Regions from separate parts of the Mus musculus genome. Here regions 1 and 3 are each linked to region 2. A link is a contact called in public Hi-C data. All regions are on one chromosome and are shown on one strand. The core of a region is the stretch at or near the end of the contact, and the rest is flanking DNA. Distances in the headings are between cores, read along the strand shown.

Region 1 (3,484 bases), core at 485-2,984, 890 kb after region 2:
TCATTGTCTTCTTTTTCTCCTATTGTTTGACGTTTCATTTTCCTTAGCTAAAAGCAGTGTCAGAGAATTAGCAGCTCTTTGTAAAATAAACAAACATATGTCAGTCATCTAGAATCAGAGTATCTCCAGACATTGTGATTCCTTATTAAAAAACTCTTTTTCTAAAGAAAATGTTACATAAGAGAACTGAGTGTGTGTGAGTATATTGAGGGTCTTTTGTGATCAATTTTAAATATTTTTCTGTAAAGTAGGACAATTGCATTTCCAATAAAACTGAAATATAATTTAACAAACTTTATGCCCTTATAACTACACTTAACTTAGGAGAATACAAAAAAAGAGAATATTTTCTGCAAAAAAAAAAAATAGCTTGTTAGTTTTCCTGATTATAGAGAATTTTGAGTATAAACACTGACTAAAATTTGACTTTAAATCAAAAGTTAGTTTTATGGAGTCTAGTTCATTTGGGAAGCAGCTTTGAGGTAGTGATCAGTGAATGGATTTTCATACTTATTGCTGAAAAATATATAGATTCTGTATACATTGCCACACTATAGGTGTTGAATATATGTCTAAACCTATTTGTGTTTATGTATTTATCTCCTTACCAAGAATAGCCATTTTTATGCAAAGTAGAAATATAGTAAACAATCTTAAAACATTTTGAATTTTAATTGTAGATTTCTGTAATGTTAGACCTTAGAGCTGTCTTTATGTAGAATTTTGGTTTAAGGTAAATGTTAGAATATTCTCTTAATTTTCTTCCCTCCTAAGATAAACTCCAGCTCACATAAATATATCGGGAGAACCCCATGCATACACGGTGGTTAGGCAAGTGTTTGGACAGTTGGATGACTTGAGAGTCTTTGTGAAGAGTCTGCTGACCAGGTTTCAGTGTAGGGCTGTCCCTTGCAATGGAAGGTGCTTAAAACAGCATCAGTGTGTGGGGAGACTCACACTCACAGTCATTCCAGAGATGGGATTATTTTTCTTGCCATCACTTCTCAGTCAACAGATTTTAAACAAAATTATTCTCTTTATTTTTTTTAATTTAAGTTATTCAGCATTGATAAGCATTGCTTGTTTTATTAAATCTTTTGTTTTGCTGCAGTGACTTAAGGGGCCAGCTCTTAACAGCAGAGGCTTTGACAAAGCACCAGAGGATTCTGTTAAAAAGTTGTGTTTCGTAATTGTAGTTGTCGTGTCAGAGCCTAACTGACTTGGAGCTGAAGGATTTTTGTGAGATGAGTAGCTGTGCCAGCAGGGACCCAAGTCTCCTGGGCTGGCCGCGCTCTCATTAAGATTTGCCGCTAGCAGTGGCGGTGGTGAGCATGTATGTGACGTGCATTCTGTTATTGTATGCTTGGCTTGTCAGCCTGCAGCTTCCTGACACTCACTTATGTCACTCTTTATTCAGAGAGGAAGAAGCTTTTGATAATTTGACAAGACAAGCTCTTAAACGATCTAGGTCATGGCCTTCACTGTCTGTGATTGTGAACATATTTCCTGAAAGCCCTGTCACTCATCACAGCTACATTTTCTCCCGGGGAGCCACAGGCCTGTCCTGGTCTCTTGTCAGCTCATACATTTTGGTTATTCATATACCAAATACAGTACTGGGGGTTTTTTTCTTCCCTTTTGCAAATGCTCGCATGTTAGTAAGGCTAATCCTTTCTCCTGTGCTGTGCTCCCAGCAGGGCTGCGTTCCAGGCTCCCTCAGTACAAGGCAGACAACTGGCCGAGGGGAGCTGAGGAGGAGGAAAGGCCGCTTAGCCTTGTTTTGTGTTTGTTCATTGTTGTGGAAATATGAGAACTGGTGGCAAGGGCCTTGTCTGTTGAGCACTTGAGTCTTGGTCTGCTGTCAGGGGCTGTTTAAGATTGAGTGTTTTATTTTCTTTGATGTACGCATTTGAGAATAGGGAAGTGGGAATTAAACAACAGATGCACTAAGCCGTTGTTCTCATAAAACAATAATTAGCACCTGATAAAATTCAATATGGTTCAAAATGCACAATATAAACTCTCAATTCATCTGGCATGGCAAAGTATGTTGATTCATCTTTGAATGTTATGAATAATAACACTCAGTTATTCATGTATGTTTATTATCCAAAGTACAATAGACAGGAAAACTAGTTGGGCAAAAGTTGGCAAGCAGTGAACCACATTGCCGAAACAGATGTACGAGTGCGCTGTGTGTGTTCTGGTGTTCATCTACCTAAATGCCAGGAAGGTGGGAGCCGTGGGCCAGGACTGCATGATGATGCTGTGTGTGTTTTCACTTCAGCTGACTACCCATTCAGTCTAAATGTTTTAATCAGACCAAGTTTTCACTTGCAGTAGTTAGCTTCTTTCTTTAGAAGTTTATTCTATCTAAATTTTCCATGCTTAGCCATTCTGCTTGCTGAGAATTTTTAAAATATCTCTGTGTACAATACTCAGGAGTGTTAAAAAGAAGTCACCAAAGTTTAGCATGTAGGAAAAATAGGATTTTAAATTTTGATTAATGATTGCGGTTACATTTTGTATTTAGAATTAACATGTATGCTCTCCAATGACCTCTGCTTTGAAGTCTTTTTTAATTGTAGTACTGTTATCTAATAAAAGAGAAGAAGTTTCATATCATCCACTCCCATATCAGTCATCATCTTCCTGTACAGGGCAATCAGATGATTGTTCAAAAACTAAGGAATTCTTTATTACTAAATTGCTACTACACCAGAAAAGGTCACATGGTAGAGTAGCATTCTGCCAGTCTATGACAACTCAGTGATTGTGATTTTTCAACCATATTATTCTGAGGATACTGTGGTAATCAAGAACTATCCATAACTAATGTATAAATAACTGCTTGCTATCTCTATAGTAATTGAACTCAAATTATATGTACATAGCAAAAGTTTTATGCCAGAAGGCAGGAAGTGAGTACTTGAAGATATATCGTACATTAAGTTTTGTATGTAAGTATGTTTGAGTGTGTCATCCTTAACCTGAGAACCAAAAAAGCTACTTTTAATTTTATAAAAGTATTTTTCTTTCAGTTAGCATTACTAGTAGAGAAATCATTGACTTAAGTAATGGGTTTTCCAGATACTACATATTTGATGAATATGCCGCTAGAACTGGGAGGAAGACCACTGGACATTTTAATTTACATGCTTTCCTATAGAAAATTGCACAGGCTAGTTAAGCCTAAAGTATATAATGTGTGCTTTTTCACCTGAGTTATATATCTTTGTTCTAACTACATATGTGGTATTTTCAGTAGAGATTTTGCTGTGCATAGTTACTGTTAAAACATTCTTCTTCTGTAAGGATGGTTAACTGATGAGCGAAACAGTGCTGCTAGAGACAGTTTCCTCTGGGAGAGATCAGTGTGTGACTCAGGAAAAGGGTCTCTTGCTGGTGTCTGTTCCTGGTGCTGAGGATTTTTGTTATCTATTCTGATTTCAGTAAGTTCATCTTGAACAGATTTTTTGAGGTT
Region 2 (3,632 bases), core at 1,023-3,522:
GACCAATGAAAGCAAACGGCATGGTGACAGTGAGTGGTGCAGCCTTAGGCTCCCATGCACCACAGTAATGCTTTGAGTGTATTTGAGGCCAGAGATCACAAATGGCCATTTTAAGCAGGCAGAATATTTTGGGACAGACTTGCTCCTACTTTGCAGCCTCTGGGTTTGTTTATTTAACAAAACCAACCCCCCCCAAAAAAAACAAAAAAAAGCAGGACATTATGCTAACTCCTAGACAAATCATGCCCCAGCCAGAGCTTCTATGGGAGCCTGTACTGTACCCCAGGTTTGCAGTTTGCAGCAAGCTGCTTGGACAGACCTGGGCCATAACCTAGAACTGACGGCAGAGCCTGTTTTCTTTGAGTGGGCTTTTGCATTTGCATGAGAACGCCTGAAATTTGCTTTTTAGTCCTATAGAGTCCTTCCTTCATTTAATAGAAAACTGAGTCCTAGAGAGTCATGACTTGGTGAAGAAAACAGCCCCGACTCTCCCCTCCCTCAGACTGTGTATACCTCGTTCTGTTGCAGATGTTTTAGCAGGGTGTGCTTGGACGGAAGAAAGGCTTTGTGGGTGTGTCGGGAAGGCAAGAATTGGGAGAAGTAGCATCCATAGAAGAGTCTATCATTCTACGGGCAGTGTTGTATGTGTTCAGTGTCACATTTGGATCGATCGTGTAAGTGTCTGGTCTATAGTAGGTGCTCATGTGTTTGACAAATAGGTAGGCAGAAAGAGCCCTGCTAGGCAGTTGGGAGGATAAAACGGAGAGGCTGCACAGTTGTGCTTTTTTTTTTTTTCAGCAAAGGGAAGGAAAGAGGTGGTTGCTGACTTAGTTCCTGGGAAAGACGTTTTTATGAACTAAGCATTTAACGACTTAATGCCAGCTCCTGACAGTGTGTTGAGGGCAGTAATAGTGTAATCTCAGCACTTCCTCTTGGGAGTTGACAACTTTCATACTCAACACAGTAGTGGCTGGGATTCAGGCTATCCTGCTGCTTGAGGGCGAGTTTAGGCGATTTATGTAACGACTGTCACGGCTTAGCCTGCTTTCTTCTCTGTTAAGGTACATAATATATACCACAAGGTGTTTTAGAATCACATCAATTTGTCTGTGATTGCTTACTGGTGTGTAGTAAGCAGTCAGTGAATTTTAGCTACTGTTTTTCTGGAAGTAGGAAGAGGCGTTAAAAGGTTTGAAGGCAGACTGGAGAAATGGCTCAGCGGTTAAGAGCACCAACTGCTCTTCTAAAGGTCCTGAGTTCAAATCCCAGCAACCACATGGTGGCTCACAACCATCTGTAATGAGATCTGGTGCTCTCTTCTGGTGTGTCGGAAGACAGCTACAGTGTACTTACATATAATAAATAAGTCTTTAAAAAAAAAAAAGGCTTGAAGGCTTTGGGGTATACCGAGTAAATTGAAAGAGTAGGTGGGAGCTCTGCTTCATGTACTTTCCAGAGGGACAGATTAAAAAAAAAAAAAAAGACGTAAACTTGCTCCCTCTGCAGGGAAAATGCCCATGGGAGATGCCCACAGGTTAAACAGAAGGCTGGGCCAAGACATATGTTTAGGGATAGGTAACCAACCCGGTGAAGTGGCTGGGGTAGTCATGAAGAACAGATGGTTAGGAAGGAGGTGGGGCAAGTCAGATATTGAAAAATATCCCTCAGTGGTGGGGGCTGGAGGAGAGGATATAGAAAGTATTTATTGGTGGACGACAGAGCGTGTGGTCACAGGCACGGTGTTTCTGACAAGCCAAGAGAGATGAATTAAAGGTTGTTTTTCTGGAGGGAGATTAATTTTATTGGTAGAAATGGAAGAAAGAAATTAAAGAGTGTTACACATGATATTTAAATATGCTGTGCATTTACTGCATCCAAACACTCCGCATGCCTCTGGATCCATGCAGCATCCGCCAGCGAGGCTGCGGTGTCGCAGGTTTCGGATGAGACCTGGTTACTGTGCAAGCTAAGCTGTGCTCTAAGGTACAAGCTAATCCTCGGCTCAGCTAGGATGCAGCCCTAGGTCTGCCTGACTTCACTTGCTGACATAAACATAAGGTTAAAGTTGCCTTGCTCCATGGAAACTTTACTCTGCCCTTGGTTATTTTCTTCTTGCGGGGATGGGGTGGTGGTTTGAGTCAGGGTCTGTTCCTGTAGTTCTGGAACTTGCTATAAATAAGGCTGGCAGAACTCGAATCACCTGCTTCTGTCCCCGAGGTTCTGGGGCTAAAGCGTGGGCTGCTCTGCTTGAGTGGCCTCTGTGGCTTTCTGGACTTCCCTTTATTGGTTTTTTTGAGAGAGTTTCTCTGTGTAGCCCTGGCTGTACTGGAACTCACTCTGAAGATCAGGCTGGTCTATAACTCACAGAGATCTGCCCACCTCTGCCTCCCAAGGGCTGGGATTAAAGGTGTGCCCCACTCTGCCTGCCTTCTTTCTGGACTTCTTAAGATGCCTGAGAAAGTTTTCTGCATCATTGGTGTTAGTGGAGTTGTCTTAAATCAAAGTCCATAGATATAATTCCTTTGTTTCTGTAGACTGTTCTTTGACTTGGGTCATCTGATTGATGTAAGAATGAGAAGACTATCGAGATGGCTCAGGGGTTACGAGCTGCAGTTCCTAGCATCACATGGTAGCTGGAACTGCAGTTTCTGGGGATCTGATTACCTCTTCTTGTCTTTGCCGGCATTGTATACACAGTGGCCTGCATATACATACAGGCAAAGCACCCATACGCATACATAAGTCTTTAGAATGTCAGAAGAATAAAGTAATATCTAGTAAAGAGCTCAAAGCATGTGCCGGGCCAGGATGATTCCTCAGACCCAAAGGGCAGGCTGCCAGTAGTTTAGGAGTATGAGTGTGCAATGCTCTGGTTTTATTAGAGTAGTGGCCAAAGTCGTCTTTTGGCGCTGTCCCTAGGCTGAACCGTATTAACAGTGCTCGCTGTAATCTATTAACCATACTGTAGGACTGGTCGGGCTAGCCATCGGAGGCTCAGGGGTCGAAGAGTATCTCACTCTTCTACCTTACACAAAAACAGATTCCAGGTGAGACAGACATTCTTTAAAGTACCGGCAGAAACACCAGTGAGATGGCTCAGTGGGCGAAAGGCCCCCGCTGTCAAACCTGATGGCTTAAATAAAGTGTGATTAGTTATATAAAAGAAAAAAAAATGTTATTATGGGATAGCCCTTGCAGAAGCCACAGAGTAATAGTTGGTAACATTTGCTGACAAATTGAATTGAAACTCTCAGGATTAAATGTCATAAACCAAGTTGAAAAACAATATGGGGTGTTGGGATGTAGCTCAGTTGGTAGAGTGCTTGCTTAATATGCATGAAGCCCTGGGTTCAATTCCCAGTACCGTATAACCTGACTTATACAGTGGTGTAGGCCTGTATTCCCAGCACTTGGGAAGGGAGGCAGAGTATTCGAAGTTTAAGGTCATTCTCACCAACATGATGTTTTTCCATGATGTTTGAAGACAGTCTGGGCTACAGTAAAAGCCTGTGTCAATTAAACACGCGCGCACGTGCAAATGATGAACATAGGAGATGGCTCAAATCCTGCACAAGCGAGACTCTGAGTTAGATCCCAAGTACTCATGTGAAATCTGACTGCTGTGGTAGATG
Region 3 (3,549 bases), core at 109-2,608, 960 kb after region 2:
GGAGGATCATGAGTTCAAGGCCATCTTTGGCTGCACAGTAAGTTTGAGACCTGTCTAGGTACATGAGACCCTTTCGTAAAAAAATAAAAGCCGCCACTACCATAGCAACAAGAACTCATTTTAAGTTCTACTTCACATAAAGCTAATTTTGATCACAGAATATGATGTGGGCTTTTCTGCTAACGTGTGTAATAAGGGATATTCATGCAGGTGGTTAATGTTAACTGTAGTGGCATGTTGGGATAATGTTAATTGTGTTAACCATTTGTTGAACAAACAACTAGCTGTCTATAGTTACTGTTCTAATGCTAATAAGAGACACTATGACCAAGGCAATTTATGAGAGGAAACATTTAATTGGGGGGTTGCTTATACTTTCTGAGGGTTACTCCATTATCATCACAGTGGGAGAGAGAGAGAGAGAGACTGAAACTGGGATGCTGAAACCTCAAAGCCCACACCCAGTGACACACCTCCTCTAACAAGGCCACACCTCCTAATCCTTCCCAAACAGTTCATCAGCTGGGGACCTAGCATTCAAATATCTGAGGCTATGGGGCCATTCTCATTCAAACCTCCACAGTATGCATGAGGGACATTCATTCAGGTAGTAAATGTTAGTTAACTGAAACAGCACATTAGGATACATTAGGACAATGTATCCTTTTGCTAACCATGTATTGTATAAAGTTGGGAAGTACATAACTCTATATCTGAGATTTGACCTTTTGATGAGTTTACAGGTACCTGTGCAAGCCTAGTATTGAAATGCATCTTCGAGTTGTCTCCTCCTGTAGCCCCTCCCCTGGCTGGGAAAGCAGACCATACTCTGAGCTGAGCCCGTGGGTGTGGGTGCTTGGTCCACCAGGTGTCTCTAGGCAAAAGGCTCAGCTCGGCTACTCTATGCCTGAGTGTGCTGGGCAAGTGCTGGGAGAAAGCCAGGTGACAGGGATAACTTTGGGGTCTTGCAATGGGTCAAAGGCTGGACAGAGCTGAGGACAGTAGGGAACGGAGTGACACAGGACTCTGAGACAGCTGCTGGGGAGTCTAGGAGGGCTTTCAGGTTAGTACAAGCCTGCAAGCCTCCAGATTCCAGAAGTGGAGGGTGGAGCCCAGTCCGAGGATCTAACAGAAGCTAGGTGATTAGAAAAAGTCGCCAAGGACCGAGCAGGATCTGGGTTCAAATCCCTCCGCACCTCCAACAAAAGTCAGAGAGACCCAGGGCTTGCCTGCAGGGGAGGGGTTGCAGGGACTTGTGTCACAAAAGTGAGGATGAACACCAGGAGGCGGCAGAGCCCAACAAGGCTAGGAACATGCCACGGATGTATTTCGTCCCCTGGCCAGCAGGGTGCGGTGTAAGCTAATCCCACTGTGCCTCCGGCTCCTGAAGATCTGGTCCAGGACTTGGCACCTGCCGCCCACGAAGAGATCTCAGTGATTTCTCCCAACTAGACAGAAGGGCTGTGCCAGATGTCACCCAGCCAGTCTGTGGCCCCAATGTTTTGAGCAGCCAACTTCTCACGATGCCCCAGCAATGACAACAAGCTGCAAAATCTGCCTGTTTCCACAGAGCAACACCCCCACGCTCGCACATATCCCACCACGTTATCTGTAAATCCGGTCGTGGCATCGCTAGAATGACAGACTTCTCGTCTGCCTCTCACCTGCACAGTCAGGAGCCTGGGTCTACTCAGGCCTCGGGTTTGCATCTGAGTCTGGCACTGGCCAGGTTTGTTCTCCCAGAAAGAGCCCACTGTCAGCACAATACACTCTCTGTGGCTAGAGGACCGAGGCCCCGCAGTAGAGGTCCCAGCAGCGCCCTTCCATGGCTCTCCCCACCACACAGAGGGTCACTTCCTCACAGTCGACAGGAGGGCTTCTGAAGGTGATGTAATAGGGTGGACTTGCTGGAGATAAACAACCCCGCGGCCTCTAGATGCCCACCCATCATAGGCACAAGTGAGAGGGTGTGCGGGCTTTCATCCCGAGGCCACCCTGGAATCGCACCTCCCCACTCAGACTCCATGGACCTGTCATGCCCCTGTTGTCCAGCCTATGGCTGCAAGACGGCTCCTCCTGCCTCAACTAACAGCCACTTGCCCCGTGTTTCTGACTTTAAAACTCCCCGAGGAACCACACGAGGCCCTAGAAGACTGACTCCTAACCTCTGCCTCAGCGATTTCTGATTTCTTTCTGCCCCTCCTCTTTGTTGTCCAACCTCAAGGCTGGCTGGGCGGTGACCAAGCCTGGGTGTTCCTTAGCCCTTCCATCACAGACAAATCCGGTCCTTTGGCAAGCTTGATACTATGTTGCTTGCCAAAGACGGTGGCCAAGAGGTTTTTGAACTCAAGAAACTCATGGCCCAGTGTGGGGTACAGGAACCCCCAACCTCAGGCATCTTAGAGGTCTGTGGGCACTGAGAAGGGACCTTCAATTCAATATGGCTTTCCACAGGAGGCTGCTTCTGAAAAAAAAAAAAAAAAAAAAAAAAAAAAAAAAACCAGGGATTTACTGTGAAGGGAGAAGGTGTTCACAGCATTTAACATTTCTTCCATAGGGACTTACTGTACTTGAGATTAAAATGAATGTTAAGCTGGATATGATAGTGCAGGCCTGTAATTCTAACATGCCAGGGGGGGTGCATTTGGATCAGCCTGGGGTACATAGCAAAACTCTGATGTCAATAAAATGTATTTTATAGCTTAAAATGCTAGTGGGCTAAGCAGACATGAGTAAAGTCCGGTCCAACAAACAGAGGGAACGCAAGCAGAGTTTGGAATTTAGCCTGCAGAGGACAGATTACCTTTTTTTTTTTTTTTTTCTATTATATGTAAGTACACTGTAGCTGTCTTCAGACACTCCAGAAGAGGGCATCAGATCTCATTACGGATGGTTGTGAGCCACCATGTGGTTGCTGGGATTTGAACTCAGGACCTTTGGAAGAGCAGTCGGCGCTCCTAACTGCTGAGCCATCTCACCAGCCCCGACAGATTACTCAATTAGTAATCTTGATATATTCAGTATAATACAAGTGTACAATAACTTACCTGGTGTGGTACCAACACCTATGACAGACTGGGAGCTTTGCAGAAAGGAACCTAACATTTAGAAATAGACCACAGGGTATGTGGATTCAGTGTTTAATGGTGGCAAACTTTCATTATGTCTTTATTTAGAGACAGGGTACCAAGTAACCCAGGCTGGCCTCTAATTTACTAAAACTTCCTTGAGGCTCCATCTCCACGGTGCTGAACTTGCCAGCATGTACCACCACACCTGGTTTATAAATTCTGGGGATTATATCTGGGGCTGTCTGAATGCCAGGCAAGCATTCTACCTGTCCAGCTACATCTCCATCTCCAAATTTTTAAATAGAAAAAAAGCATTATTTCATAATAAATGCTAGTGGGCTAAGCAGACATGAGTAAAATCAGGTCCAACAAACAGGTTAAACATCTGATATCTGTCTGAAAAAAATACATATAACAAAATTTCAAAACTCCAGAGCCATAAAAGTTGATGGGGGAAAGCAAAGGTGTCTGTTAGTTT

What was found. A called contact is a pair of places that touch in the nucleus more often than the background predicts.
Region 1: a Hi-C map of B cells shows a contact between it and region 2, with 6 read pairs. The contact joins two enhancer-like sites.
Region 3: a Hi-C map of B cells shows a contact between it and region 2, with 7 read pairs. The contact joins two enhancer-like sites.

The regions. Positions count from the first base shown.
Region 1 is chr4:44,904,412-44,907,895 of GRCm38.p6, forward strand. All of the region lies in intron 5 of Zcchc7 (zinc finger, CCHC domain containing 7), which reads left to right. Among named protein-coding and RNA genes, the nearest start is that of Gm12678, 38 kb to the right of the region's middle. Within about 2 kb of position 1,735, at least 73 of the 459 cell types and tissues checked have an H3K27ac peak or open chromatin away from gene starts, as enhancers often do. A contact at or near this core is called in B cells, where this site is marked.
Region 2 is chr4:44,014,064-44,017,695 of GRCm38.p6, forward strand. All of the region lies in intron 2 of Clta (clathrin, light polypeptide (Lca)), which reads left to right. Among named protein-coding and RNA genes, the nearest start is that of Clta, 11 kb to the left of the region's middle. Within about 2 kb of position 2,273, at least 22 of the 459 cell types and tissues checked have an H3K27ac peak or open chromatin away from gene starts, as enhancers often do. A contact at or near this core is called in B cells, where this site is marked.
Region 3 is chr4:44,972,278-44,975,826 of GRCm38.p6, forward strand. All of the region lies in intron 1 of Gm12679 (a long non-coding RNA gene), which reads right to left. Among named protein-coding and RNA genes, the nearest start is that of Gm12679, 4.6 kb to the right of the region's middle. Within about 2 kb of position 1,359, at least 60 of the 459 cell types and tissues checked have an H3K27ac peak or open chromatin away from gene starts, as enhancers often do. A contact at or near this core is called in B cells, where this site is marked.